Linked DNA regions of Mus musculus: region 2 is linked to region 1. A link is a contact called in public Hi-C data. All regions are on one chromosome and are shown on one strand. The core of a region is the stretch at or near the end of the contact, and the rest is flanking DNA. Distances in the headings are between cores, read along the strand shown. Region 1 has its middle 80 kb from the start of Tenm3. Region 2 has its middle 48 kb from the start of Gm25830.

Region 1 (2,700 bases), core at 55-2,554:
CTATATAAAAACCAACCCCCTTCTACATCCTGTGCTGCCTTGATCGCAAAACACAAAACGGCAAATTTCACTGGCAAACAATTGGGTGCAAGTCTCCTTACTAAAGACCCAGAGCAGTGGGGGTCCCTCCTGGGCCAGGGACTCTCCAATGTCCACAGTCACCTAGCCCAAGCCAGTTCTGTGCTGCAGGAATGGGAGTGCCCCTTGCTAGAGACCCTGGGTTACAGGCCTCTGGAGAGTGTCTGGTTTTCATGCTAGGCATCTTTCTTTTCAGCAGATTCCAGAAGCATCTGAGTTTGATTTTCCAGTCTCTGTCTTCTTCTTCTTTGCTCTTCTCAGTATCAGCTTCCATTCACCAAATGTTTGGCTCTCTAGACTGTTTCCCAAAATTCCAGGCTCGCTCTGATCAGGTACTTACAAAGGTGCTGGTGTGAAAATGGCAATGGAGCAGATAAGCTTGCCCTCCTATAGAGATAATCCTGGAGTGGAGAGGAGTGGGGAGTAGTTATCTCTATACCAATAACCCCTTCTAACGATAACGAGTGTGCCTATTTTAAAATCTGGATCAGGACAACCTCAGTGTTGTTCTTAGCAATAGTTCATTAAATGTGGTATCAGTGTGTCCATTTGCTCGGGTTGCTAGCTCCTGGGCAGCTGCTTGCATTCTTGGCACAGGGACACAACCCTGGCAAGCAGTAGCAGGAGTTTCTGTCCAGAGGGTGATGTCCGGGCAGAAATGTCCCTGCTTTTCACTGCACGAGGACCTCTCAGCTGTTTCAAGAGTGAAACTACCATCCTAGAATAGCAGTGACGTAGAGCTGAGGGGTGCCAGCCACCCTTTGCTCTTTGTACTAGGGCTGGCCCTGTAACAGCTGGTGTTCGTACACATCGCTGGCCTCCCAGGTCTCCCGTGCACTGGCTCAGGCTCTGCAAAGTTCCAAAGAGTTGTTGAATGATACACAGCCTCAAAAGATCTGGGGGGCAGGAGGGGGAGAAAATAATAGCTGGAAACTACCCTGGATCAAATTGGCCAGCGTCCTGTCTGTTTTGCATAGTTTTGTGTGTGTATGTAATATGCATTTCAAATAGTTCGCTTGAACTCTCCTGCTAGCTGAAAGTGCAATTAAACACCCCCAATTCAGAATTTCTCATTCCTTGAACCACAGGTATATTCAGCAGTTTTGTTTGGTCTTATTTGAGGTGTCTAAAGGAATTAATTGTTGGTAGCTTGCATATAAATGTTCATTCCAAGATAGGCTCTGCAGCGTTGCTGGCCTTTGGTCTGAAAGGGCTTAGCATTTCATCATTATTCAGCACTATGGCTCTCCCCTCTGCCCTGGCTCCATTGCTGGACTTGTAAAGAGTGCAGACTAGGGTAGCCCTTCATTGCAGACTAAGCACAATTAAAGAAAAGAGGGAAAAAGTACCCTAGAACCTGTCACCACCGTGGTTAGACCAGATTTATAGGAGCTTCAGCAAATGGTCTATTGTATGCCTTTCACCTATGCCAAGAAGATGGTTGGTTGTCCATTAAAGACATTCTAGATACCATTATCTCTGAAGTATAGGGGGGGATGGGATTTCAGGGGGAGGAGTACCTCCATGTGTCATCTTAGCATCTCCTTCGAATAAGCCAAGTCAGGAACACCCAGAAATTGCTACCCGTGACCCAAATCCCAAGGTACCTTCTCTGTTATCAGCTTACGGATTAGAAGGATGTCAGGCAATGTGGGAGATTCCTACATAGCTGCTGCTAGAGTTCTCGGCAGAAGGACATGTGACCAGCCTCGCTACATGTTCTACTGGTGGCATAGTTCATCACAGAGCAGGCCGCTCGCTCACCAGTCACATATTTCTCTGCATTACATGTTAATTTGACCCAGGATGCTGACTGCCATGTATGTTATAATTTCAGGGGGGAAAAAAAGTATATTCCAAATCCCTGAATAACTACCTTAAAAACAGACTTCTGAAATACAAACTGTTTGTAAGTTGTGGCCCACCTGTGTTTGGCAGTCCAGTATTCATTCTTTCAAATTTTTATTCTTCTTTTTCTTGTTTGTTTGTTTGATTGATTGATTGATTTTCGAGACAGGGTTTCTCTGTATAGCCCTGGCTGTCCTGGAACTCACTCTGTAGACCAGGCTGGCCTCGAACTCAGAAATCCGCCTGCTTCTGCCTCCCAAGTGCTGGGATTAAAGGTGTGCGCCACCACCGCCCTGCAGTTTTATTCTTCTTATGGAAAAATCCCCCTGTAAACTTAGTCAGAGTTTTGGTTCTTTGCCTAACAGATATTTCCTTTGTTCTCTGGTCGTATACTTGCCAGTACCTAGGTCACTCATACAGGTTATTTCTAAGCATTAATATCTTCCCATTTTAGTGAAATGTTTTTGGGTAAATCCTTTACCAAGGGACAGTATTCTAGGTGACAAGAAGGCTTCACCCTCCCCTCCCTACCCCCCATTATGCAATGTGTCACTTAGGAAGGAGCAATTGTCTCTTCTTCAAGAAGGTACACAGGCCTGCAAGGTCTGCTAGAAATCCCCTAGACTCTCTGGGGTGCAGTCACAGGCTTTTGATTCAGCTATCTGAAATGATTTAGTCTTGATGTAGCTGCTTCCTCTACATTTCAGCCTCCCACACTCTCTAGGTCCTCTGACTGTGTTTGTAGCATGTTTCTTCATAGTATGTTTCTTCCAA
Region 2 (2,700 bases), core at 118-2,617, 250 kb before region 1:
AGTCCTCCGATGAACTGTATATATTAAATCCAAGCCTCCATCTTCAAAGGCCTCTAGCAGTAGAGGGAACACCAAGATGAAAGGCCTGATGAAGGGAAATAATTAAAACTTAATGGATGCTTGTTGTATAAGTAGGTGCAAAGGAAAAAAAATGATCATTTTAGGTATTCACAAGGAATTTCTAAAGAGTTTTGTGTCTCATAAGTAATTAATTTGGGGTGGTTAGCACTCATAGGTGACCCCTAAAAGACCGTGGGTCAAGGCTAAGTACCCAGCTCTCTCTTCTGTTATGGTTGATGACTATTTGATACTCCATGGAAGAAAAAGTCACTAAATCCAAGAAAACTAGAGAAGAGCTGACCTCCCCAGAAATGTTCTGTGAATTGATTCAGACTAGTGCCGTGATCTTTGGATTTTTCTCTTTTTCTGAGATCTCTCCTGAAATCCCTCAGGAAGGATTGGCCATGATATATTCTTTTGGGTTGGGGATAGACTGATTAAGACCTTTGGCTGCAGGGTTTCAGAAATCACAAGCACATCTCACCTTAGGTGGTAGCCACACAGGCTTTTCCTCCCACTTCAGCAAAAGTGATGTGTAGACACAGGATTTCAGAGTGGTAGATTTAGCTTTCGGGGCTCCAATCTGCAGTAAGCAACCCTATCTCATCACTGGGAGCTAGTCTCATCTGTGTGCATCAGGCAGGGGATTTGAGCTTGAGCAAGTATTTGCATGTACATTCTGGGTGAGGGAAAGCTCCCCCGTGTTCTTTCTGGTCGTCATTCATTGTCTGGACGGGACAGGAGCATCACACCTTTCCAACCCGGTCATCCTCCATCAATCAGGCTCTTCCTCTTCCCCACCCCCAAAACACTGAATTCCTTAAGGAAGCTCAGAGAAAAGTGGTCGTTCTGACATCATGATCGTGTGAATGGCGTTGTTTTCATTTCATCTGTAGGGTGTTACTTGTTTTGTTTTACATGCTTGGCTGAATATTGCCAACATATGACAGGCACCAGCAGGAAGTCAGCTGTGAAACCGACATTTGTCACAGGTGAGAGCGTAAACATAGACAGGGGTGGGGGTGAGGGAGAACCAATGTTAACACAACAAACATGAAAATTAAGACAAAAAGAGAGAGAGACTAGAGTGAGGCCTTGATTGGTTGAGTATCGTGTGTCTCTTATCTGACCTGCCAGACTCTGGCTGGAAGAAGCTCACTCTAACTATATAAATGTTCTTCAGCCTTTCGCATGATCATCTGAGATCTCTGAGCTCACGAAACCAAAACAGAGGCTGTTAGAGAGCTGGCAGACTCTAAGCTGGTTAAAGATAAAACTCTCCGGGTTGAGGGAAAGGCTCGGTTGGGAAAGTGCTGGCCCTCCAGCAGTGGAGATCAAAGTTCAAGCCCCAGGATGCCAGCCAAAATGCTAGGCATAGGGGTGTTGACTTTTCAGCCAACCTGTGCAGATCTTGTCTGCTGGACCAGGGAATATGAGGATCTAAAAGAACAGGGTGAAGTACGGTCTGATGCTTAGACAAACTCACTTCAGTTTCAGTGTTCTTTCACACACACACACACACACACACACACATATGTGACAAAGGAAGTAAGAATCCAAGGAAGGTTATGTGAGTTCAGACAAACATGGTCAGAAAAAAAAAAAAAAAACATGTAAATAAATATAGGTTAGCATATACTAAATATCAACAGAGCAGCCCTTCCCCAGAACTTTCTCAGAACAGACCAATTTTAATACAATTACCTGGCAAGTACTCTAAATTATATCTGGGAAAACACAGAGGCAAAGCAGAAGGCCATATCCTGATTCAGGATATAATGACCAGAGTGGGCACTATAGCTATTTTCTGACATCCAACAAGAATAAACATGTCTTGTCAATTGAAGGCACATGCTTAACACAGGAGACATGAAATCACATCCAAAAGCAATCCAAGGAACAAAGTGCTCCTGAGGTAAAAGGCCCTCTGCCCTTTCTCCAGAGCCTCTCCCACAGTTCCCCAAAGCATCATTCACCATCCATCATTCTTTTCACCGTGTTCCAACCGGGGCCCAAAAGATGACCATCCCAGCAGTGAGGAGACAGAAGTTGGGGTTCCCAGGCTAGGAGGCCTAGCCTAATTGGTAAGCTCCAGGCCAATGGAAATACCTGTCACCAAGGAGGCTTCCTAAGGATGACAACCAAAATGTCCTCTGGTTTCCATGCACTGTGTGCACACTTATGTGCACCTGGCTATGCGTGAGTAAGTGCACATAGCCATAATCACACATAAAAATGATCGAAAATCAAATTCTCCCATTTAAGGATCTTAAATTCTATTCAATGTTCATAGTCACTAAGTGAGTTGTGAAATTTAATTGCAAGCCTATAAACATAAACTCAATTGCATAGCTAAGTGGATCACACAGCAGAGAAATAAATATATGGCTGTTTTTGTTCAGTCCTGTCAGGGTACCACACCATCATCTGACCTGGCACAAAATAACTAACAACAGCCAACACACACATGTTTAAATTTCTCTGATTATCTCCAAAAGTAAAACGCCGTTGTGTTCTTAATTCGTTAAGTTGGGATCACATAAGTGTCTCACAACCCACTTTCTCCCATGTGTCCTCTGAGCTTCAATACCCTTCCCTTTTAAATGGTAGTTATTTGTTGATGAGATCCAAAAACATAAA

The links. A called contact is a pair of places that touch in the nucleus more often than the background predicts.
Region 2: a Hi-C map of liver shows a contact between it and region 1, with 1.9 times the contacts expected there. The contact joins two enhancer-like sites. A contact is called at or near these places in 3 of 484 Hi-C or Micro-C datasets (all in liver), 3 of 115 datasets of contacts at active chromatin or transcription factors (embryonic stem cells and hepatocytes) and 1 of 9 other capture datasets (embryonic stem cells).

What each region holds. Positions count from the first base shown.
Region 1 is chr8:48,753,790-48,756,489 of GRCm38.p6, reverse strand. It overlaps a transcript of Tenm3 not described here. Among named protein-coding and RNA genes, the nearest start is that of Tenm3, 80 kb to the right of the region's middle. Within about 2 kb of position 1,304, at least 33 of the 459 cell types and tissues checked have an H3K27ac peak or open chromatin away from gene starts, as enhancers often do. A contact at or near this core is called in hepatocytes and liver, where this site is marked.
Region 2 is chr8:49,005,113-49,007,812 of GRCm38.p6, reverse strand. It overlaps a transcript of Tenm3 not described here. Among named protein-coding and RNA genes, the nearest start is that of Gm25830, 48 kb to the right of the region's middle. Within about 2 kb of position 1,367, at least 4 of the 459 cell types and tissues checked have an H3K27ac peak or open chromatin away from gene starts, as enhancers often do. A contact at or near this core is called in hepatocytes and liver, where this site is marked.